Regions from separate parts of the Mus musculus genome. Here all the other regions are linked to region 4. Evidence: chromatin contacts called from public HiChIP or PLAC-seq and promoter capture Hi-C data. All regions are on one chromosome and are shown on one strand. The core of a region is the stretch at or near the end of the contact, and the rest is flanking DNA. Distances in the headings are between cores, read along the strand shown. Region 1 holds the start of Poglut3 (protein O-glucosyltransferase 3). Region 2 holds the start of Dixdc1 (DIX domain containing 1). Region 3 holds the start of Ppp2r1b (protein phosphatase 2, regulatory subunit A, beta). Region 4 holds the start of Rdx (radixin). Region 5 holds the start of Ddx10 (DEAD box helicase 10). Region 6 holds the start of Fdxacb1 (ferredoxin-fold anticodon binding domain containing 1). Region 7 holds the start of Exph5 (exophilin 5).

Evidence for each region. Promoter capture Hi-C pulls out the DNA fragments that hold promoters and counts their contacts. HiChIP or PLAC-seq counts read pairs in DNA pulled down with a chosen protein or histone mark.
Region 1: a promoter capture Hi-C map of hippocampal neurons shows a contact between it and region 4, with 14 times the contacts expected there. The contact joins the promoter of Poglut3 here to the promoter of Rdx in region 4. A contact is called at or near these places in 9 of 39 promoter capture datasets (the 3T3-L1 cell line, 3T3-L1-derived adipocytes, cranial neural crest and 5 more), 1 of 484 Hi-C or Micro-C datasets (embryonic stem cells), 1 of 115 datasets of contacts at active chromatin or transcription factors (epiblast stem cells) and 1 of 9 other capture datasets (macrophages).
Region 2: an H3K27ac HiChIP or PLAC-seq map of large pre-B cells shows a contact between it and region 4, with 6 times the contacts expected there. The contact joins the promoter of Dixdc1 here to the promoter of Rdx in region 4. A contact is called at or near these places in 2 of 115 datasets of contacts at active chromatin or transcription factors (embryonic forebrain and large pre-B cells).
Region 3: a contact with region 4 is called in an H3K27ac HiChIP or PLAC-seq map of extraembryonic endoderm stem cells, with 7 times the contacts expected there. The contact joins the promoter of Ppp2r1b here to the promoter of Rdx in region 4. A contact is called at or near these places in 7 of 39 promoter capture datasets (the C10 cell line, the HPC-7 cell line, embryonic stem cells and 4 more), 4 of 115 datasets of contacts at active chromatin or transcription factors (astrocytes, embryonic stem cells, extraembryonic endoderm stem cells and 1 more) and 1 of 9 other capture datasets (adipose tissue).
Region 5: a contact with region 4 is called in a promoter capture Hi-C map of liver, with 5 times the contacts expected there. The contact joins the promoter of Ddx10 here to the promoter of Rdx in region 4. A contact is called at or near these places in 14 of 39 promoter capture datasets (the 3T3-L1 cell line, 3T3-L1-derived adipocytes, the C10 cell line and 10 more), 1 of 484 Hi-C or Micro-C datasets (B cells), 8 of 115 datasets of contacts at active chromatin or transcription factors (the 230-238 cell line, astrocytes, cardiomyocytes and 4 more) and 2 of 9 other capture datasets (adipose tissue and embryonic stem cells).
Region 6: a contact with region 4 is called in a promoter capture Hi-C map of pre-B cells, with 7 times the contacts expected there. The contact joins the promoter of Fdxacb1 here to the promoter of Rdx in region 4. A contact is called at or near these places in 7 of 39 promoter capture datasets (the C10 cell line, cranial neural crest, erythroid cells and 3 more), 1 of 484 Hi-C or Micro-C datasets (muscle stem cells), 3 of 115 datasets of contacts at active chromatin or transcription factors (astrocytes, pancreatic cancer cells and pro-B cells) and 2 of 9 other capture datasets (adipose tissue and liver).
Region 7: a contact with region 4 is called in a promoter capture Hi-C map of hippocampal neurons, with 7 times the contacts expected there. The contact joins the promoter of Exph5 here to the promoter of Rdx in region 4. A contact is called at or near these places in 5 of 39 promoter capture datasets (embryonic stem cells, hippocampal neurons, liver and 1 more).

The regions. Positions count from the first base shown.
Region 1 is chr9:53,382,519-53,385,881 of GRCm38.p6, reverse strand. Poglut3 (protein O-glucosyltransferase 3) reads right to left here and starts at 1,859. Exons shown (of 8, transcript NM_212445.2): 1 at 1,596-1,859. The coding sequence starts at 1,782.
Region 2 is chr9:50,726,392-50,729,464 of GRCm38.p6, reverse strand. Dixdc1 (DIX domain containing 1) reads left to right here and starts at 1,481. Exons shown (of 20, transcript NM_001374656.1): 1 at 1,481-1,679. The coding sequence starts at 1,620.
Region 3 is chr9:50,855,530-50,858,560 of GRCm38.p6, reverse strand. It overlaps Ppp2r1b (protein phosphatase 2, regulatory subunit A, beta), which reads right to left and starts at 1,637. Exons shown (of 15, transcript NM_028614.3): 1 at 1,463-1,637; 2 at 635-725. The coding sequence starts at 1,576.
Region 4 is chr9:52,046,489-52,049,803 of GRCm38.p6, reverse strand. Rdx (radixin) reads right to left here and starts at 1,863. Exons shown (of 14, transcript NM_009041.3): 1 at 1,372-1,863. It also overlaps the pseudogene Gm6981.
Region 5 is chr9:53,246,116-53,249,362 of GRCm38.p6, reverse strand. Ddx10 (DEAD box helicase 10) reads left to right here and starts at 1,251. Exons shown (of 18, transcript NM_029936.2): 1 at 1,251-1,545. The coding sequence starts at 1,360.
Region 6 is chr9:50,766,458-50,769,782 of GRCm38.p6, reverse strand. It overlaps Fdxacb1 (ferredoxin-fold anticodon binding domain containing 1), which reads right to left and starts at 1,545. Exons shown (of 5, transcript NM_198675.2): 1 at 1,328-1,545; 2 at 939-1,095. The coding sequence starts at 1,499. 1110032A03Rik (RIKEN cDNA 1110032A03 gene) reads left to right here and starts at 1,599. Exons shown (of 4, transcript NM_023483.4): 1 at 1,599-1,925. The coding sequence starts at 1,884.
Region 7 is chr9:53,299,992-53,303,032 of GRCm38.p6, reverse strand. It overlaps Exph5 (exophilin 5), which reads right to left and starts at 1,363. Exons shown (of 6, transcript NM_176846.3): 1 at 1,182-1,363. The coding sequence starts at 1,300.

The sequences.
Region 1 (3,363 bases), core at 610-3,109, 1.3 Mb before region 4:
GTCCCCTCTCGTTTGTTCCCTTCCCCTTCTTCCTCAACCCCCATCTCCTGTCTGTCACTTATTCCCTGCCCTCTGTACCTATGTGCTGAGAACTTGGTCTTGGGGGTCCTGAGTCGATACTTTTCCTTTCAATGACCATTTAGTAAGTTTATCAATGCTCACGGCAGCTAGAGGGAAAGCACTGATCTTACATTACCAAATGGAGCATCCCATAAGACCAAAGAGTTACACCCTAGGACTACATAATCATCCAAACAGGTCTGACTTCCTGCCACGGACACACCAGGATCCACTCACGCACTGCAATTTCTAAAAGATATGTTTTTCTCATTATAAAAACATTATGATGTATTGGGGCTAGAGAGCTGGCTCGGTGGTGGTTAGGAGTGCTTTCTATTCTTCCAGCGGACTCATGTTCTCAGCAACTATATTAGGTGGCTCACAAGTGTCTAGAACTATGGTTACAGCAGATCCAGTGCTCTCTTCTGGTCTCTATAGGCACCAGCTCACAAGTGGCATATACAAACACACACATATCCGAATAATCTTTGCAGAACATTTTATTTGGGGAAAAAGATTTTTAAAATGGGGGGGGGGGATCCTTACTCTCCTGCTGTAACCACATGAGTGCTTATCTGGGTTCATTTATTTATTACAGAACTGCAGATACACCATAACACGGTTTGAATCTGAACCATGTTCCACAGACTCCTGTTCTCAACACTTGATCCTCGCGCTCTCTGCTTTTGCGCGGCTGCAAGCCAGTCTAGAAACCCCTCTCAGCCTCCAAACCCGCACTCCTGAAGCTTCCCAGACTCCCTTGGACCTATTGGCAGTTCTTTAATGTTTACACCAGGCTGCAGAAATCCAATTGCAGCAACTGTGCTTTGCCCTGATAGGCAGGTTGCTTATTATCTATTTTCTCAGCAGAGTCTTAAGTTTTCGATAGGCAGACATTGCCATCCTCTTTTTTACTCCAGGATTACCATATACACGTGACTTCTAAGTACGTGAAATTCCCGTTTGCTCGGTGGAGGACGCCAAGGAGTTCTCTGCCTCTTTGCAGGCAAAACAGGACGCCAGATGGGAGCAGCCTTACATTTAGACACAAATTAGCAAATCCTGACTGGCAACAAGTTGAAACCAGCTGGACAAGTCCAGAGAAGCAATCAGATGTGGGAGGAGGGCCCTGCTGAGATTCAAGACAAGCGCCTCCCTTCTCCGGTTCTAGGAAGTTTCCCTGCTTCGCGTGGTCTGCACTGCGGGCCTAAGAAGAGTGGGCTGCTGAGGGAGGGAGGAAGGCGCGCCCTGCAGGCCAGGAAGGGCCATCTGCATCACGTGATGGCACCACTGCGCTCCGTGGGACCCCACAGGCGCCGTTTACTCTACTTACCCTTACATCTGTCACCGGGCGGGACCTGTGGCCCAGCCTTTGGAGTTAGTCACCCAACGGTCCTGAGTGGCACCTCCCGCCCCCGTGGGTGTCAGGGAGGAGGGAAGGGACGCCGATGGGAGGGGAGAGAAGACGACACCCGCAGTGGGGAGATGGCCACGTGTGGGGACAGGGACGCGCGGGGACGGCAACGGGCGCTGACCTGGCGGCGAGCTAGTGAAGTTCCGGCCGTCCGAGTCCACCGACTGCAGGAAGAAGTAGCGCACGGGCAGGACGGCGGCGGCCTGCAACCCAGGGCCCCACGCCAGGCTCCGCGGTGCGCTCACGCGCGCCCCGGCCCCCGCCGCCACCAGCAGGGCGAGCTGCAGCCCCAGCGGCAGGGCCTGCATGGTCGCCGGCTCTCAGCTCCGCTGGCCAGGGAGGAGCTGGAGCGCCGGGCCGAGGGGACACCCGAGGGCGGGCCTCTGGCTAGAGCCGCCCCGGGCGGGCCGGGCGCGCGCCCGGACCCCGACTGGCTCGTGTACCGCGCCCAGGCCTTACGCTCCTAGTCATCCCTACACTAGTTGCCTGAGTTTGCCAGTCTGGAGAAAGGCAGGGTGTGCTTGTTTTAAAATTGTTACCTCTTTTCTTTTTCTTCTTCTTGTTCTTCCTTTTCTTGTTCTTCCTTCTTTTCTTCTTCTTCTTCTTCTTCTTCTTCTTCTTCTTCTTCTTCTTCTTCTTCTTCTTCTCCTTCTCCTTCTCCTTCTCCTTCTCCTTCTCCTTCTCCTTCTCCTTCTCCTTCTCCTTCTCCTTCTCCTTCTCCTTCTCCTTCTCCTTCTCCTTCTCCTTCTCCTTCTCCTTCTCCTTCTCCTTCTCCTCCTCCTCCTCCTCCTCCTCCTCCTCCTCCTCCTCCTCCCCCTTTTCTTCTTCTATATTTTATTGTTTCTCCTTTTGAGAAGGAAGTCTCCCTCTGTATCTCAGGCTGGTTTTGAACTGATGACAATCCTTCCACCCCAGCCTCCTCCAGTAGAGGGAAATTAAAGGTGTGTAAGCCAAGCCACCTTGCCTTGTGGAGAAAACTGGTTGAGTTGGGGTTTTCCCTATGTATCTCCTACTGCCTTGGAACTCTCTATATATGTATATAGACTGGCTGATCTTTAACTCACTGTCATCCACCTGCCTCTGTGTCCCAGGTATTGGGATCAAAGGTGTGCACTACACCCAGACAGAAAAGGGTTGGAAACATGGCTTATTATAAATGCACATCAGGGTTTGGTTTCCAGTGCCACAGTGGAACAAGAGGAATAGCTTCCCTGTGAGGAATTCCCCTAGTCTTTGTTCACACACCGGCCCACCTGTTCCGTATATTTGTGATTGGCAGCCTACTACCCTGAAGTCCCTTATCTTTCGGTGTTTCCTGTGTAGGGCACTTGGGCAGCAGAAGGCAGGGTCTGGGCAAGCGTCTCAGTAGAGTTGGGCACCTATCCTTCCCTGCCCACTATGCCCTGGGCACCCCACTCCTGAGCATCAAGAGCCGGGAAGAACAGCCCCACAGCCCCCGTTTGTTCACTCTTGCTAATTATTTTTTCTTTTTATCTGAGTTTTAGGAACTAATTATTCTTCCCAGGATGAGAAATCTGGAAGAATTCATCCTGCAGAATGGGCAGAGATCTTCCTGGTAGATCTCAACCCAGAGCTTATCAGAACCAGGCCCCAGGCTTTAATTGGGCTCCTGAGCATTTTGAGCTCCGGCCCAGGTCACCAACCCAATTACCAATCATAGGCGAGTATAGAGGCCAGCAGGAAGAAATCGGCAGATGCCCATATGCACTCTACAGCGCTGGGGTCTCAGGTTAGCCCCTGGACGTTATAGACAGCGCTCTTTAGACGCATCATTAGGAACTGGGAATAAGTCACTTGTAAATTGCAGGGCAGCAGTGTAGTGTAACTTAGTGTGATTTCCAATGGCTTGTTTCCTGGGGTCGTTTGCA
Region 2 (3,073 bases), core at 232-2,731, 1.3 Mb after region 4:
CTGATCTCCTCTGGGTCTTAACACTGTAATTTCTCCCTTTTGTCTAGGATCACAAGATGGAATGTAAAATGGACTTTCTTTCTCTCATTCTTTCTTTCTTTTTTAAGATCACTTAGTCCAAGCATGCAAATGACTAGTGTTCTTAAAAATAAACATCAGAGCTGTGACCTCAGCCAGGCCACACGAGAAAGAGGCTCTGTTACACCCAAGGGTGGATGCTTTTACCTGACAATGTACAAGGGCATTCTTGGTGCTTTATTTTAAAACTCACTTATAAAGTATGTGTTCCTTTCTTTCCTTCTTTCTTTCAAGAGCAGGTCTCATCTATATGGTCTGGAACTATATGTGGCTGACCTGGAACTTGCTATATAGACCAGGCTAGCTTTGGACTTAGAACCTCTAGAGTGTTGATCTGGTGTGTGTGTGTGTGTGTGTGTGTGTGTGCGCGCGCGCGCACGCGCGCGTGTATGTGCATGCATATGATAGGTGTATACCCCCATGCTGGCTCTTAGAAATTATTTTATTATAAAACCAATTAATTAGTGTGTGTGTGGGGGGGGTGAGCGTAATGTGTGCCTGTGCCCGAGAGATGTGAGTTCTCCCTTTCCACCTTTGCATGGCTCCAGGATTGAACTCAGGTGTCAAGCTTTTACAAGAGCCTTTATCCCCTGAGCCATCGTGCCCAATCTTACCCCTTAGCATTTATTTTGTAAAAAAGATAGAAGATCCTTGGTGTGCCTCTGACGTTTCTATTATGATGGTATGATTTGTTTAGCGCTGTTCAGTTACTTATAGTCTACAGTTACTTACAGAGCCCCAGCCCCAGCCTCTCTCCTCTGGCCCCTTTTTATTGTTATTTCTTGTCATTCTATTTCCTCTTATTTAAATTGCTTCATTCTCCAACCCCGAGTGGGAAAAGGTTGCTGGTTGTCTCACTCTCAAGCCCTGCGTGGAAAAAGGTTGCTGTTAGTCTGGAGAATGGAGTAAGGGGTGGGTGGGGTAATCCTGTGACTCACTCCTTTCCCCACCCACCTTGTGATGAGGTGCTTGCAGCCTTAAATGAGCAAAGTGACTACATACGTGTGTGTGTGTGTGTGTGTGTACGTGCGTGTGCGTGTGCGTGTGCGTGTGTGTGTGTGTGTGTGTGTGTATGTGCGTGTATGTGCGTGCACACGCTCGGGGACGCCCGCCTCCAAACGTGCAGTGTAGTGATTGCAGGCATATGCTCAGGCTGGCAAGCCCGCTTGTGTCAGCGCGGATGTGTGTGTGTGCTCACGCGTGTGTGAATGCTCGTTGCGAGCACCCGTGCGGAGCCTGCGTGCGCGCCCACGGCTTCCCCGCACTCCCTGGAGACCCGGGGCTGCCTGCTAGCGCCTCTTGCCTGTGCGCAGCGCGCGCCCTGCTGTTTCTATAGGAACCAGCACAGCGCCGGGCCCCTCCGGCTGCAGCCCGCGCGCGAGCATGCCCAGTGCAAGCCGCTAGTTTGGCTCGGGTCTAGGTTTCCAGTAAGTGGCATGCGGGACTCCAGAGAGCTCCCAGGGAGCTGAGCTGATCGCCTTTGTGTACAGAGGGAAGAGACGGTGGCGTGACCCCACCCGGGAAGCCCCGCGGCAGGAACAATGCTAGCCTGCTTGACCCGCGGGAACTTACTGGACGTCCTGCAAGAGGGCTTCAATGAGGTAACTGCCCTGCTCCTCCCACCCCCAGCTCCCGGTCACCCCGCGCCTCCCGCCTAATCTCCCGAAGGGAATCCTGGGGGGCGGTGAGGGGCATCCTCCCGGGGAGCCCATTTAAGAGCCTGGGTGGTAGAGTCAAGGAGGTAGGTGTGGTGCAGATGCATCAACCCGAGGACATCAGAAAGGCGGTGGGCCTCCTCTAAACTGGAGGGATTGAGTACCTTCCCGAGGTGGGAAGGGCAGGCAGGACTACGGACTCAGAAGGCATCTTCTTGCCGAAAAGGTGGTCCCCACGCCTCCCAGGGACTCTCCAGGGACATCCTAGAGGGAAGCCCTGAACAGATGCGGCAGAGCTCTATTTCAGGCGCTAAGCGGATGAGTCACGGGAGGGGTGCGGTGGCGTGGCATTGGTAGAAAGTTTGAAAGAGGGTAGGAGACTGTGGGTGGTCCACATGAGGGGTGAATTTCCTGAATCCTGCACATCCACGTGCGAATTTCCTGAATCATGCACATTAGATTTCTCCACCACTGAGGAGGACAAGGTTGGCTGAGAGGACCAACCTGGGCCTCAGGCCCAGTTTCAGGAGCTAATATTAGTGTGATTCCCTTCTGTGAGAACTGTGGTGGGGAGCTGCAACCTGACAGGAAAGGTGGGCCAGGATTGACCCAAGCAGGCTCTGTTTTCTCTTCAAAAGTTTCTCTCAGAATTCTGTTACCTCTTCCATTTGCTTCTTTTGTGACTCAGGCTACTCTTGTTTGCTCCTCAGTCATCCTTTGGTTGCTTTAGGCCTGCAGCCGCAAAGGCATAAGCTATTGGTCATGGCTTCCTGCCTTTTCCCTCAGTTCACCTTTCCCTTCTCTATGGGTTTCTTAAATTTCAGATTGTGTGTGTGTGTGTGTGTGTGTGTGTGTGTGTGTGTGTGTGGTGGGGGCCTTGGGGATGCTACCAAGGTGTTTTACCAGTACTCCACTCCTCCACCCTTTACAACAGCCCTTGTGTTTTTAGAATCAGTTTTTAGTCAGATAATATAAACAGCCCTGTGTGCAGGGGTGACTGAAACTAGGACCTTGCAGTATGACTAGGGGCTTGATCACTGAGCTACATCCTAAACCCATTCTCTTCTTAAATATTAACATTATGGACAAGATGGACGAGCCTTTGTGCCCTTGCCGTCTCTCACCCCCTTCCCAACCTTTCCCCTAGAGGCAACCAGCTATTCTCATGAATTTCCATGTAGGTTTTTTTTTTTTCTACAGCTGCACGGCAGGCTTCCCCCTTGATCCCTGTTTCTAATTAGGAGATCCTACATTCTGACCTGCCTTAGAACCTTCCCCAGTCCTGGCCCCTGTGCCCCAGCCTTATTCCTGACACACACAGAAAAAAAAAAATCTAATGG
Region 3 (3,031 bases), core at 388-2,887, 1.2 Mb after region 4:
GCCTCTCTTCCCAGTGATGGCCGACTAGGCCATCTTCTGCTACATATGCAGCTAGAGACACGAGCTCCGGGGGTACTGGTTAGTTCATATTGTTGTTCCACCTATAGGGCTGCAGACCCCTTCAGCTCCTTGGGTGCTTTCTCTAGCTCCTATATTGGAGCTATATTGGAGCTGTGTTCCATCTTATAGATGACTACCACAAGTCTTCCTGAATGTTTCACACAATTATTAAGAAACTCACATCCTGGAGCTGGAGAGATGGCTCAGTGGTTAAGGGCACTGGCTGCTCTTCCAGAGAAGCAGCGTTCAATGCCCAGCACCCACATGGCAACTTAACAACTGCCTATAACTCCAGTTCCAGGGGATCTGTCACTTTCACATGCAGGCAAAACACCAATGCATATAAAATAAATCATTTACAAAGAAATCCATATTTCACATCAATCACCTTCCCACTAGCTACACGGTTTATGTTTGAGTATGTCTGACTATATGTAGCATTTCTATACACCTTGCAGAAGGCAAGGCTCAGTCTAGTACTTATCGCTACTCTAGGTAACAAACTAAGAAAATTAAATAAAAATAGTTTAAAAGCCAATAGAAATGGAGCGTGTATCTTTCAAGGGACACAAACCTGTAAGGAAAGGCAGCAGTTCCGTTCGAGTCCTTTCTACCCCGAGTGCTAGAGCTATAGTTGATAACTTCTTAATACTGTTGAGACGGAGCTTTAAAAACAAAGTGGGAGGGAGAACAAAGCAAAGAGATGATTGCAATTCTGGTCAAAGAAGCAAATAGGTGAGATACTGGGACACAGTATAATGATGAATGAGCCTTTCACTTAGATCTTAATCCTAGGAAAACTCAAGGACCGTTTAACACGTCATTAGCCAGAAGCTATCTTAGGGAGAACACTGAAGGGCCGGGGAAGAAACGAATGAATGAAAACACGCGGACAATGAGAGGGTCTGAAAAGAGAGAACTCTGGATGGAGAGAAGTGGGTGAAAGAAACGGTTAAGCACAACTCCTCCCTTTTCAGGGAAAAGTTCTATCACAACTGATGCACCACTCATCTGGGTTAATCAGCCGCCGCGCTCTTTCCACCCAACCAGCCCAGCTAGTTTGCCCGGGGACGGACACTCCGCATCACTTCAAAGGGAACGGGGGCCGGGGGCCGCTCCTCCGCTCCCGGCGGCCCCGCAGCCCGCCTGCGCTGGTCCACCCGAGGTGCGAACCGGTTCCCCGCCCACTGCCGGGAGCAGATGGACGCCACCACCCCAGAGGGTCGGAGGAGGGCAGCGGAGCTGAGACGGACCACCGCGCACCCGCCGCCCCACGCCTCCGTCCCGGGGCTGAATACGACTCTGCCACCCCGGGGGTCGCCCCCAGGGCTGAGCCGGCCTTTCCGCTTCCCTACCATGTGCGCTTCCGCCCTCGCCTCGGCTCCCCAGCCCAGCCTAGTACCTGCACGTCCTCATTGCGGAGCTCGTCGATTAAAACCGCGATCGGGTAGAGCGAATCGTCTCCATCTCCACCCGCTGCCCCCGGACCGGACCCTGGCCCTGCTGCGCCCGCCATGTTCTTCCTCCTCTGGCTGGTCGCCGCCGAAGGCCCCGTGCCCAGACCACGCCCCGCGCTCAGGCCACGCCCCGCGCTCAGGCCACGCCCCACACACAAACAGGCGGGGCTAAATCCAATCAGCCGGCTCCGAGGAACTGATGGAATCAAGTTTTTTCCCTGCGCGTGGAGGCTCCGGCCTGACCCCCATTGCTGGAACTGGAGGTCTGAACTCCAGAAGAAGGGCGGGCCGAAAAAACCAATGGAACCCCTGCATCCTTTCCCCAGCCGAAAGAAACAAGGGCAGGGATTCATCGTCTCCTTGCTGTGCTCTGAAGGAGACGGGCCTTAATGATGGATGCCGAGCCTCAAGTAGAACTCAGAGACAGGCCAGGAGGAAGAAGCTTTAACACCTCCCCCTCCACCCCAACCTCCACCCCCACCCCCAGGCTTCATGCTGGCCCTGAGCCACTGGGTCTTGGTCTTAATTTCCCCTTGGGCGACAAGCCTCTACACGCGCGCGCGCGCGCACACACACACACACACACACACACACACACACACACACACCTTCCTCTGGCCTGTTTGCCAAAATCGTGGCTGGCTCCTGCTCCTTAAGACAAATAATGAGGGCGGTGAGAGAAAATGAACAGTGCTGTCCAAACTCCCCAGTCAATATTTTTTCCACGCAAGCTGTTCAAAACATGCTGCTCTCTTGTTTTTGTGTTTCTTTTCAGTGTGGTACTGGAATGGCGCCTTCTGTTGTATTGTCTTCTCTTTTTTTTTCCTTCTTTACCAAGAAGCACAACAACCTAACATAACTGGGCCCAGTTTTACTCACCCCAGTTCGGTGCGGGTGTAAACTGGCCTCCCTAGACCTCCAGGAGTCCCCCTAAAGGACTCCAGGAGGAGGTGGGCCTGGGCCTTTTTACACAGAACTTAATGGAAAATGTTCCACTTGCCCTATGGAATGGCACAAAGTAACTATCTCTCCTTTCGACTTAGATATAAGCAACTTAGATTGGTAGCTCTGTCACAAGTTCTCAGATGACACTATTTTGTGCCTTAAGGAAATTGTCATTAATAAATGCAACTTAGGAGGTAAGTTTTTTTTTTTTTCTTTTTAAAGCATGGGATGCCTACTAGGAGATAGCCTTTCATAGTCAAAGCTTGAGAACCAACAGACTTCAGTTTGCGGTTTTTGTTTTTTCAACTTCTGTCCACGAATGAATGCTTGAAGACTCTCGTTTTATTTTGATAATTTTTAGATTCACTTACTTAAGGCATGGTCTGGACTGCTGGGGTGGCTATCTTTTTTAATTACAAAAACTGTGTATATGTGTGGTATGTACACACATGAGCCACTGAACAAGTGTAGTCAGAGGACAGCTTGCGGAGTGGGTTATCTACTTCTACCAAGTGGGTTCCAGTAACTGAACTCTGGTTGTCAGGTTTGGTGACACATGCCTTTATCCA
Region 4 (3,315 bases), core at 614-3,113:
TCCTCCTCACGCAGACAAGCTAAAGACTTCCTAATGACTACCCGAGTAATGTTCCAAAATACAGTTTTCAAAGGGATCTATGCAATGAAAGCCACTGTGGTTCTTTTCACAGCATACTGACAATCTGAAAAGGAGTCTGCATTTTGTCATATTTGAAGAAATTATTATTATGAAAGATAAAGTACACACTGGTGCAAGTGACAGAATTCTAAAGATTAAAAAAAAGCCCGCAATCCTAAACATTAGGCTCTCTTTTCAGATCTGATGGGGCAGTTTTGGCAAGCAGATTAAGCCATTATTTATGCAGCAAAATGAACAAGGCAATTGTTTATTCTGTGCTTCGTCACAGTCTTATAAGTATTCTATTAAAAAAAAAAAGATGCTCGGTCAACAATAGATTGCAGTGTCCAAGTATTCTTTTATCACATAAACCCTTGTTATCTTCGGCTTTTACATTTACATCATGCAAATCTTGGTGCCTCCGCACAGCCAACCGGGCATCTCCCTCACACCTCTTTTTACAAAATCTCAACTGTACTTTAAAAAAAAAAATTATAAACTTGACCTCTTAAAACACATTTCCAATGAATAACCACTCTTCTGGGGAGGGAGGAAAAAAAAACAAAACCACCCAGAATCCTGGCAACGTTTACAGAAACATCTGTGTAGGAACGGACTATTCAACTGAAATAACGCACTACTCCCTTTCAAACTTGGCTGGGCGATGGGAGTTTGGGAGCCCCGAAAGGCAGAAAAGCTGAGTTTCCTGGTGGGGTCTGCTCACTGTGCGCCAGGCGACTCCGCGGTGCGGGCAAGCCGGGGGGCCCGGAGGGCGCGGGCCGTGACTGCAGCCCCAGGTAAGGGCGGCCGGGAGCCCGGGCCTGGCCTCGCGGGCTTGCGCGGCGGGACCCGGCAACGCGACGGCCTTTCCGCGGCTCGCGCGTCCGCACGCTCTCTAGTAATCCAACACCCCGACTTTCAAACGGGAGGCCGGGGGAGAAGTTCTAGCCTCGCGGTCCCCGTCCCCGGGTTGCGAGAGAGCGTGCGACCTACGCTCCATGCGGCCCCCGAGGGCGCGCCGACCCGAGCCCCGGGCCCAGTCCACGGCGGCGGGAACCCGCACCGCCCGACGCACGGGGCGGCCAGGCCGACGGCGGACGGCGCGGCGGGAGACTCCGGGTAAGTGGCGTGGCTCAGCCGTTAACGACCACGGCGCCTCTAGGGCGGCCAGGCGCGAGTCCGTCTGTGAGGCGCGCCAGGCCCCGGGCCGCGGCGCCACAGCCCGGCAACTTCTGGCCGCCACCTCAGCGCCTCGGCGGGGAGAGCGGCCCCCGGGGCCTGGGACGGGGGAGCGCGCCGAGCAGGGCTTACCCCGAAAATGAGTGGCTCCTTCCCTGCCCGCCGCCGGCTGGCTGAGGCGCGGCTCGGCGGGGGCGTCGTGGCTGGCGGCGAACGAGCGGAGAGTCGGCGGTGCGAGCCCTGAGCCGCCTGAGAGAAGACGCGCCGCAGCCGCCGCAGACAGCTCGGCAATATGGCCGCCCGGCGCCTCCTCGGGGGGGAAGGCGGGGCCGCCCTGCGCCCCCTCCTCCCGCGGGCCGCCAGTGGCGGGGCGAGGCCGGGGCTCGAGCGCCAACCCCGCGAGCGTGTCTCCCGGCCGCCCCGGGCGGAATCGAGTGGGCCTCAGCCGGGGGTTGGGGGGAGAATACGCGCTGCGGGGCCTTCGCGAAGCTTTCCCCGCGGGACGAGGACGCCGCGGGCCAGCCCGAGTCCGAAGCCCGCAGTGAACGAAGCGGAGCCGCGCGGCCCGAAGCTCGCCGCGCGCCCGCCGCCTGCCCCCGCCCCGCGAGTGGAAACTTGAAACTCCCGCTGGTGCCAGGGAACTCACGGAGGGCGTTTCCAGCGCCCCCGAGGTGGAGCTGTTCCCGGGAGGAGGGGGGATCCCCTCGGCAGCCGCTCCAGGGTGCAGTTCGGTGCTAGGCTGCAGGATCCCGGGCTAGGAGAGGGAAGTGGGCCCAGTGTTTACAACAAAAAGAACATTAATGTGTGCAGGTTTTTAACCAGCTAGAAAGGCTGGTTGGTTTTAAATTTTGCAGTGTTTTTAACTTCCCTCAAAACGCCAGTGGGTATGACCCTATAATGCGATCAGGTTTTTTGTTCTTGTTGTTAGCAGGGATACTCCTTCCTTGGCGGTTAGAAGGAGTAGGCTGAGAAAGGAAAAAAAAAGTTGGAAGTAGGGCCCAAAGAGCAGCCAAACCTAAATTATTCTAGACTTGGAAAAAGTTACCAGTCTGACCATAGTCTCACTGTATCCACTCGCTAGAGAGAGAGACCGAGGCTGCGTTCTGGTGGGGTTACCTCGGTGCTGCCTGCCCTCAGTACTTTCTGCTGGGATTTAGAGTAACACTTGGTGCCACTTGTACACACAGCAATGGTTCAATCCTTACCTGCCTACCGCGTTCCGTTTACTCAATACCTCTTTCGTAAACGAACTGTCAATACAAATATAACGCGAATGTACGTAATTCTTACAGGACAAATACGCCATCTTTAGGGAAGCCTTAGACTTGCCTTTCCTGAGACAGTAGCTCTTCCAGGGACTCTGCAGATCCTTTCTCTGAGCTTCCTCCTCAGTGAGCTACCACCTTCACCCTCAAGAGACCTCACTAAACAATTAAAAAGCCCCCAGAGACTCCAGGTTAATCTCAGAAGTCTTTAGATTGCAAATTCCTCAAGGATGGGAACCAGCTGTGTGCTTTGTAGCCAAAACAGGTTTAGGTGGTTCTCTGAGACCACCAACTGAATACTTGTGGACCCTCTCCCCACGGGTGCAACAAAGATAGGGACAGTAAAAATGTCATGGGAGTCCCAAGTAGTACACTAATCAAACTAAAGTCGGAAGTCGGTGGTACACTTTGCAACTGAAAACGAAGCATTCATTCGTGGTCTTATGTTCAGAACAGTGAAGTGCTTTCACATGACTGCCTTGTTTAATGATTACAACAACCCTGGGCTCAAGGTAAAAGCTATTATTGGCATTAAAAGAAGCTAATGAATAAAGGGGAGCTTCAAAAAAGTTAGTTGTCAGTATAACCTGGCTAGGAAATGGCAGAGCCATGGCCAACCCCAAAGGCATGTTTGACTCAAAAGTCTGAATCTAAGAGCTCTGATCTTATCCTATGTCCTGCAGTAGCAGATGCAACCCAAGTTGTAGCATTTCAGTTGCCATCATATTCGTAAATATTTAAGTAAAAGATAGTATTCAAGCTGCTAAGATAAAAAGGGTACTCTCAAACATTGTGGATGGGAAAATGGAAA
Region 5 (3,247 bases), core at 2-2,501, 1.2 Mb before region 4:
ATCTTGGTTTAACTTATAGCTATAGTCATAGTCGTGGAAATAAACATTTACTTAACTTAAAAATCATTATAGCTGGGCAGTGGTGGCACACGCCTTTAATCCCAGCACTTGGGAGGCAGAGGTAGGTGGATTTCTGAGTTCGAGGCCAGCCTGGTCTACAGAGTGAGTTCCAGAACAGCCAGTGCTACACAGAGAAACCCTGTCTTGAAAAAAAAAATCACTATAAAATATACAATGTGAATATTCAGTTAAGGCCACCCAGTTGTTAAAACTGAGAGTAAATGTGATGGTTTGAATAAGAATGATTTCCATAGGCTCATATATTTGGAGTCACAGTTTCAAAACTTTGGAGTTTCAAAAGTCCATGCCAGGCACAGTGTCGCTGTTCATGCGTGCGTACGTGCGTGTGCGTGCGCACGCAGGTGTGTGTGTGTGTGTCTGTGTGTCTGTGTCCTGCCTATGGATCAGGATGCAGCTCTTAGGTACTGCTCCAGTGCCCACCTGGATGCTGGCATGCCTTCCCTGTCATGATGATAATGGACTAAACCTGTGAAACTGTAAGCCAGCCCAGTTAAATGATGCTTCTTTCTATAAAAGTTGCCTTGGTCATGGTGTCTCTTCACAGTAATAGTTCAGTGACTAACACAGTAATCATCTCAGGGTTTGGTTTTTGTTTTGTTTTGTTTTGTTTGTTTTTGACACTTTGTAAGATAAATGGTGATTGATGTTTAGGATGCTCTCCAGAGGCATCTTTACGATGTCTATGTGTAAGTGTATTTTTCTGTATTATGTAACTTTTTGTTAATTGAAAAGTTTGCTTTAAAGCATTTTGAGTCAACACGGTGGCATTTAACTGAAATTAGAGTATTCAGGAGGCAGGTGAATTCTTATAAATTTGAGGCCAGTCTGATCTACAAAGTAACTACGACCTACATACTCTATAACGTATAGCAGTGTACTCGCGAATGTTGGGCACACTTGAATCCAGAGTAAATGAAAAGCAGTACTTTACGCTGAGTATGACTTCACCATACTAGCAATAAGCAGTGTACTTGCGCTGTTTCCGGAAGCCCCAAGCACTCTCGGAAGCAGTGGAGCACGCCCAGTTCCTCCGTGCACGCTTTCCCCTGGCGTCTTAAGATCGCCCCGCCCAGCGGAAGCCAAATCACCAATCATCGTCCGCGCATTGCCTGTCGTCATTAATGTGTGCCCACTCTCCCCAGCTTGGGGGCGGGTTCCCGGACTTGCGCGTGCGCCCCTGCGCCTTCTCCACACGCTGGTTTCGCGTCTTCCGTGCTGTGCCTTGAGGAGCGAGGAGGCTCCCGTGTAGCGGCGTCGTGGGTCCTGGCAGCCCCCGCCATGGGCAAAACGGTTGCTTCTCTGGGTCAGGGAACCCGACCCGACCCGGTGCGGAGCTTTAATCGCTGGAAGAAAAAACACAGCCACAGGCAGCACCAAAAGAAGGAGCGGAGGAAGCAGCTAAAGAAGCCGGAATGGCAGGTCGAGCGCGAGGGGATCAGCCGCCTCATGCAAAACTACGAGAAGGTGAGGTGGGCTCGGGGCACGTTCGGCGGGGCTCTGGGGAGCGAGGGTGGGTGCAGCCCGGAGGTGTTGCCGCTGTGGTGGACTTAGGGTCAGGGTGGTGTGGGAAAGGGGCGGACCCGGCCAACGGGGCCTCACTAGTGGTCTGTTGGGTGTCGCTACCCAGGTCTGACTCTTCTACTTTCCGCAGTGCTGGGAAAAGTGATAGAAATGCGGTGACACTCCGGGTAGGGACATGTGGTGCAGCAGTGGTGACAGAACAGAGAGGCAATAGTGACCGCTGTGGAAAGAACCTAGCGGATGGAGTGAGAGCCTTCAGTAGAGTGCTAGCCCAACACGCAGGAAGTCCTGGGTTCAATCCCCAGCTCCACATAAACCGGGCACATATTGAGCACTAAGGAGGTGGAGGCAGGGGGATCAGAGGTGCAAAGTCATCCAAGGCTTTATAGCAAGTTCGAGGTCAGTCAGTGATACGTGAAACTTGGTCTCAAAAATGAAATAAATAAGCTAAAATCTGGAGTGATGTAAGAAAACGCTGTTGTTCGTGGGAAATGTTTAAAATAATAGAAATATCTTTAAGTACTCTCCATGTTTTATATTCTTTGCCCCTATCTTGAGGTGTGGATGGATCCTAGTAGTCCATTTAACGGATAAGAACTGTAGAGTTTGGAGAGGATAAGAAACTGGCCCTAATTTCCCACATCTAGTAGTGTGGAATTGGAACCTAGACCTGTGTCTGTTTCCACAGCTCTCGATCTTTAAGTTGGGAATTGGCTCTGTCCCTTAGCATCATCTTTTGTTCTTTGTCTCATTGTCTTCATGGTTTTCACCAAGAATCAGTGGAAAGACAATGGAATGTGTTTGCCTCTTCCTGACATCAGCATCTTGTAGCCAGTGTTCCTAGATGAGTAGTCTCATAGTTAACACTTAGACAAGCTGGCGTGTTTTCCTGCCCTAGGTGTCTGCCCCTTAGGAATGTTACTTCTATCCATCCTCTTAAAACCCATATTTTCCAGCATTCATCTACCTTTCTCACCTTTCCAGTGAATGCCACCTTTCTAGTTTGGGATTTAATAGGTAGAATCATCCTGGAATTAAAAGTCATTACTTGCTATCTTGTAGCTTAAACAGCAACAGCAACAGCGACAACTAGATAAACTGTTCAGAGTTGGCAACATTTAAGAATTAGTTGGGGTTTTGACTTCAGATAATTTGATTCGGATTTGGCTCACCAGCTATATGACTTTGGTTACTTTTCTTACACTATTCACACCCTCCCCCCTTATTTTAAAAGGCTTAGTAGTAGTACCTGCCTCATAAGTTGTGAGGAATTAAGATAAAGTGTGGAAAACATTATTCACAATGCCTGTCATATAGAAAAAAGACAAATTAAAAAAGAGGCTATTATTAACAAATTGCTTTTGGATTTTGTTTTGAACTGTGACTAGAATTGCTTGGAGAATGTAGCCTTAGCCTGTGCTTGGTTTACTTCCGTGGAGCTGTGACTCCTTGTTTTGTTCTACCCAGAACTTTTCTGAGTTCATATCCTTATTTCTGCCTATGCTGAATGTCTTAGTTAGGGTTTTACTGCTGTGAATGAACACCATGACCAAGGCAACTCTTATAAGGACAACATTTAATTGGGCCTGGCTTACAGGTTCAGAGGTTCAGTCCATTATCATCAAAATGGGAACATGCAGCATCC
Region 6 (3,325 bases), core at 296-2,795, 1.3 Mb after region 4:
CTATTCTATAGCTCAGGGCTGGGCTGAGCACTATCACCATGCACAAGGCTCTGGCTCTAATAATCACCATACACACTCATCTATACTTCAACTCCCACTTAAAATACTGCCTTTGCTAAAAGTTTCTCAACACCTATAGCCCAGTGGAGCCGAATACAGTTTGGAATACTGATGTTAAAGTACTATTTTAAATTCATAATCACTTTAAGCTGCTATTAATAGCCAGTTTATAGATTGGGGTGGGAGGAGAAGCAGGTAAGGGCTACACCTGACGACAGTTTTAACTGGTAAGCAGCGAGCTAGGATTTGAACCTAGGCCATGTGACTCTTAAATCCAATCTTGTCGTCATCAAGCTATACTGACTCTTACGATTTGCATTTTTTAAAACCTTTTTGAGGTGGGCTGAAAGATTCAGCAGTTAAGAGCACTAGCTGTTCAAAAGTTCAATTTTCAGTACCCATATGATGGCGACACCAATCAGTACTCTAGTCCCAGGGGAACCAATGTCCTCTAAGGAGGCACACAACTGTTGCACAGACATGCATGCCGACAAAACACCCATATCCATATTTAAAAACACACACACACACACACACACAATTTGGGTAATGGTGCTTGCCACCAAGCCTAGTAGCCAAAGTTCTATCTCCTGGATACACGATGGAAGGAGGACCCGCTTCTGTAAGTTGTTCTCTGACCGCCACACTCATACACACACTAATTTTTGAAAAATAAACTTGCCTTTTCCTTGTAATTTATACTTTAACATCTAGGGTTATACGTAAATCTTTAAGACAAGATTATGGTTTTCTCTGGGTTTTATCTTCTTTCCTCGTGTATTCTAGCAACTTATTTCCCCAACGACAAAGTTTGTGTGCAGTGATTTGGTTATGGGAACCTGGAAACATTTTCTATGCCAGGACTCGTCTTGCCTCACCTCTGGAAAAACTTGGCAAGCAGTTCCCTGTTCTTAGCTACTCCAGCTTTTCGTCCACAGTGCGGGAAGTTGAAATAAATTCGATCAAAATCCCTATCGTCGGCTGGCAAGGCATGTGACAGCTGGGTACAGTCCACACCAAAACGCACTTCGACACCTGGCAAGGTTTAAAGGCGTGAAATAGAGACCAAAAGACGTCTTAAGATCTGTAAACCTGGACAAACACCACCACTCAATGCATGGTTGGGTTGCCAACAATGCAGCCCAGCCCAGACCTGAGCACACACGCGCATCCGCCTGAGCGCCCCCAGGAGGCGCCCTCGAGTTCCCCGCGCGAGCCACACCCTTACGCTCCGGGCGGGCCCTCGGGGCGGGCTGGGACTTGCTACCTCGTTCGCGCAGGCGCTTTAGGTTCTCTAGCGCTACCGGATCTCCCTCCAGAGCCGCCCGGTGCTGGAAGCCGGTAGCGGTAACACTGACGCTGGGATCCAGGCCGTCGATCAGAGAAGCGGCGAAGGAGAAATTCCCCTCCCCGACCAACAGGAGGCGCCGGGGAAGCATGGTCTCCTCCGGCTTACCTGCCGGCGCTCTCCGGGGCGCACATTTCTTACGTCACTTCCTTCGCGTGGGCCTCGTCTCCCTCCCCTCCCCACTCCACCCGGCACTAAGTGATGACGCATCAACAGCTTGTTACCAGGATAAACATTTGGAGCTACTGCTCGGGAGCTTCGAGCGGGGAAGTAAAATGGAGCTCTTGGCCTTGCCCCTTCACCTTTGTGCGCCTCCAAAGGCTCGTTTTCTTTTCAGTACTCGGACGGCCCAACACGGACGGCCCTGAGCGTCTTCGCCATTCTTGCTTGAAGCATAACTGTCACTAACTGAGGGGTGAGACGAGTCCTGCGTATTCCAGAGGCTCAGGACGCTGTAACTGCACCATCTCCTGACATGGCTGTCTCCTGTTCTCTCAACCACTCAACATATCTCCAGGTGTTTATATATCCTATTTTCAAGAAGTAACATTGAACGCCTGTCTTGTTCCATAGCACTGTGAGAGCAACTAGGTGTATGGATGAACTGGAAGTGGCCTGCCTGCTGTCAGATGACAAATGCACACAGCAGAAGAGGCAACTCGAATAGAATGGGGTGTGTACCCACCGTGAGTGAAGGAATTCGGGATACTATGAATGAAGCATACACAAGGGGAAGCCCTACGAAGCTGGGGAAGGGAGACATAGATTCCCTGAAGTTAGCCTGAGCTGAAAGCTAGTTGGGGGAGGGGAGCTCGTTTTAGTTAGGTAAAAAGGATTAAAAAGGCAGAAGGAACAATGTTCATAAAATCATAGTTAAAAAAAAAAAAAAGTTATGTTTGACTGGTTGAACACAGTTGGCCGGGAGACGGACTAGCAGGTGACACTGTAGAGTTAAAAAGGAAGCCAGACCAAATTGAGTGTTTTAACCATTTAATAGCCTAGACCCTATTCTGAGAATATAGAAATATATTATAGAATATAGAAAGCCACTAAATGACAGCCAGCAGGAGGTCTCAAAATGTAAAATGAAAAACTTTGAATTCATTTGAGAAAAAATGAAGCTACTTTATTGATTTGGTAAGGGCTTTTTGTCCTTGACAATCCTGATCAGGTGACCTTCAGAAAAATCAACTTTCCTCCCAAAATCACGTTTGAAAAGACAATCTAGCACTCTAACATTGATCAGATGGGCGTGTCTATCTGGAAGTAGTTAGCTAAAAACTGAAAACCAGCCACCACAATAACCAAGTATAGCCAGCTGTGGTGGCACACACCTTTAGTCCCAGTACTTGGGAGGCAGAGGCAGGTAAATTTCTAAGTTCAAGGCCAGCCTGGTCTACAGAGTGAATTCCAGGACAGCCAGGGCTACACAGAGAGACCCTGTCTCGGAAAAAGGCCAAGTATTCCATTTCTCATTACTAATGAATGATTCCCATCTCAAGAACCCACCCTGGGCTGACCTAGCTAAAGAATACTCAAAAGACCATAAAAAAATGTAAGGATGCTCAAGAATTTGCAAAGAAATATGGGAGAAAGTGACCTATAGACTAAACTGCCATGAGTGGTCCCAGCAAGTTAGAGCACAGACCCCAAACTGTACTCAAAAAGGAGAACTCTCTGGGAAGCTGACTTGTACCACCACCTGTTGTTTGCGGCAGTTGCTAACTTTGTAGTTTTCTTAGTCAAAGGTAGTCTAGTTAACTTGTAAAATAGGACTTAAAAGTCCAGGTGTTCTAGACTGCAGAGATGGCTCAGTGGTTAAGAGCACTGACTCTTCTTCCAGAGGTCCTGAGTTCAATTCCCAGGAAGCAGATGGTGACTCACAACCTTCTGTAATGGGATCCAATGCCCTCCTTC
Region 7 (3,041 bases), core at 114-2,613, 1.3 Mb before region 4:
CTTTGAAGCTGGCCCTAAGTAGATCTATGTCCTTCTCTGAATGGGGTGACACCCCGTGTGGCCGACGTGCATATGTGTGGGCACTCACGGGTGAGTGTGAACACACTGCTTTCAGAGTGAATGATTGACTTTTTACTGACTGATTGGAAGGGACGGAGCCTGTGTGATGAGATCTCCATTCTCAAACTTTAAACACCATTGCCCCCGCCCTTCCTAGAGAGCCACATAGGAGAAAAAATGAAGAGGGAGCTTTGGGCTCAGTGTCTTCTGTCTCTGCAAAGACTAAGGAGGGTTCCATAATTGGAAGTTTGTCCTTGGAGGCGTTTCTTTTGGGGTGAGGAAGAGGAGGGCGGAGGTGGGAGGGACTGATTGGAATTGGGAACCTGAATGACTTCACCAAGCCAGCTCTCTAAACTCCAGCTTATGCCTACATTGCAGCCTGTGTGCTATCTTGGATTTCCTCCCACACTTCACTGCAGAAGACTTGAATAGGTCTGTGGGTTCGTACTCCAGCAGGGAAAAAAATAATAAGTTAATTTATGCTCCCAAGAATCATTTCTGGACGTAATTTGCTAGTTTCTTATCCCGTCCTCACCTACAACATTGTATTTATTAATAAGGCCATTGGTTGGATCCCGTAGAAACTCCTTCTTACAGCACCACACCACAGCCAACCCCACGTGTCTAAGTCCCATTCACCCACACAGGACCCTCTGGCAAGTTCCTGGATCTCCCTCCTGTTCTGGGCCTCTAGCTTGGAGGGAACAGCTGCCAGGATCCAGTTCTAGGGAGTGCCGTACAATAACTCACGTGCCCTAAAACGGTCCGACCTTATCCCTAGTAGCCTATGACGCACCTGAGCCTCTACTATGCCTGAACCCCTCCCAGCTGAGGTTAGCCCAGGTGTCCTGAACAGGCGGGGACCCACGCACCGAGAAATGCAAAGAACGAGCGACTTTCTCCCTCCTCCCTGCGGAGTCCTGGACTCCCAGCCAAGTCGCTGGGGATGGAGAGCCTGGAGAGAGCACCCGGGAGGCATCTGGAGACCCACTGAAACAACGTCTTCGTTCCCTCTTGCCACTCCAAGCAGCACCTGCATAGGGTCCCAGCAGGTGTCCCTGGGTTCCCTCGGAAACCAACAGGATGCAGGCCCAGCCCAAGAGGAGGAGTTCGCTTCGTACCTGATCCTGTCCTTCTCTGCCCTCCGGAGTTCCTCATTTCTTTCCAGTACCTGGAGGATCTTCCTGGCTTCTTCCTCGTTTAGGAAGCTGAAATCAAACCCCTGAGGAACTTTCGTCATTTTCTCTCCCGTGTGCGAGTTATGTGTACTTAAGCTCCTTGGCGCCTCCTGTTACAAAGCCATTTTTCAAGATAATGAAGACTAGTTTTCCCGAACTTGATCCCATAGCCCATAATAGCTCCGCGCCTTTGAAAAGCTAAAACCACAAACCTCGGGACCAGCCCACACATACAGGGCTCCTTTTGACAACACCTTAATGACATGTTTCTCTCAACCTGTCCAACCGAGATGCAAAGTGAGTGACTAAATGGAGAAAAGGAACCAATCGCATTTGGGGGGCGGGGCGGACTTTGCAGCGTCTCTTCCCACCCCCCACCCCCTTCCCACCCTCTATGTGACTTGTTAAGCAAACAAGCCTACATAATTCTGTCTCTAAGGAAGGCTTGCCCTTGAGTGTTAGCCCCTAAGTATTTGCTTGGCTGTTGCTATTTGCTGGAAGAATTTGAGCTTGTCTAGAAGAAAGACGAAGAAGGAAAAAGATTCACGACTAATCCTGTCTTTCAATGATTGAGAACAGGAGAACTGGTAGGAGCTTGCTAGAGTTAGTAGAAGTGTTATCTTATTTAAAAGACCGGGGAAGCCTAAACTCACTTTATCTCAGGCTTTGGCTCAGAGGGACTCACAGAAGGACTGGCATTAGGCTACCTTTGGAAATTGAATTATTTGCCAAACTTGCCATCACCCCACACACACACACAGTCCCATTGTCTCATAGAAAGTCATTCTCAGACTTTGAAAAGCCCCACTGACAGTATTTTAGAAAGCGAATCACAATCCCGTGCAACCACAGAAAGTGCTTTTCCTAGAAAGCCAATTATTCCATGACATAGTGAAGTCAGGTATTTCCAAGGATGTGCATACATGTGCTTTGTTTTTTTTTGTTTTTTTTTTTTTTAAGATAAATGTCTTTCCAGAAAACTTGTTTCTCTACATAAAAACAATTTGTCCGGTGGACATACATTCCCCCAATACCCTTAATTTAGTCCTTTCTGCTGTGATTTTGATGGTCACTAATATCTACAAGGTATGTCCACAAATACCATCTTTTCATGATAAATAAACCAAACTGGGTTTCACTCCTCTAAAGGAAAAACAGTCAAAACTATAAAGAATGGTTGCTTTTGCTGCTGGTCCCTTGTCTTATCTTTGGTATGTCTGAAGAAACAGCCTTTGAAACAACTTTTTTGTGGGCATCTATTAGCTGCAAGAAGTGGGGATCCACTCTATAACATACAACACAGAACTCCCTCATAGATTGTCTCTATGTTAATGATGGCAGTTTGGAAGTCTGTCATGTACACACTGTTCAGGTATTCTTGCATGTTCCTTTACTAGGTATATGGACTGACCTTCTAATGTCGGTAGTGGTGAGGTTTTGTCCTGTTCTTATCAGTGAGCTGACTGAAACTAACCTATTCTGGAACCTGTTCCATGAAGCTATTGTATACACACCAAACAACACAGTCCTTTCCTCATAATTCAGTAAGGGACTTAGCATGGGTAGAGATGTAATTATTTAATAAAACAAATTCCTTGGGCTTGAAAGCTGCTTTGGAAGTTAAAAGCTCTTGCTATTCTTGCAGAGCCCCTGGCTCTAGTTCCCAGTACCCATGTAGGGCAGCTCATAACCAACTGTAATCCCAGCTTCAGGGGGATGTGATGCCTCTCTTTTCCTCGGGCATCTGTACTCGTGCACATACCCATACATTTATTAAAAATATTGAGAGCATACAAATGCCAT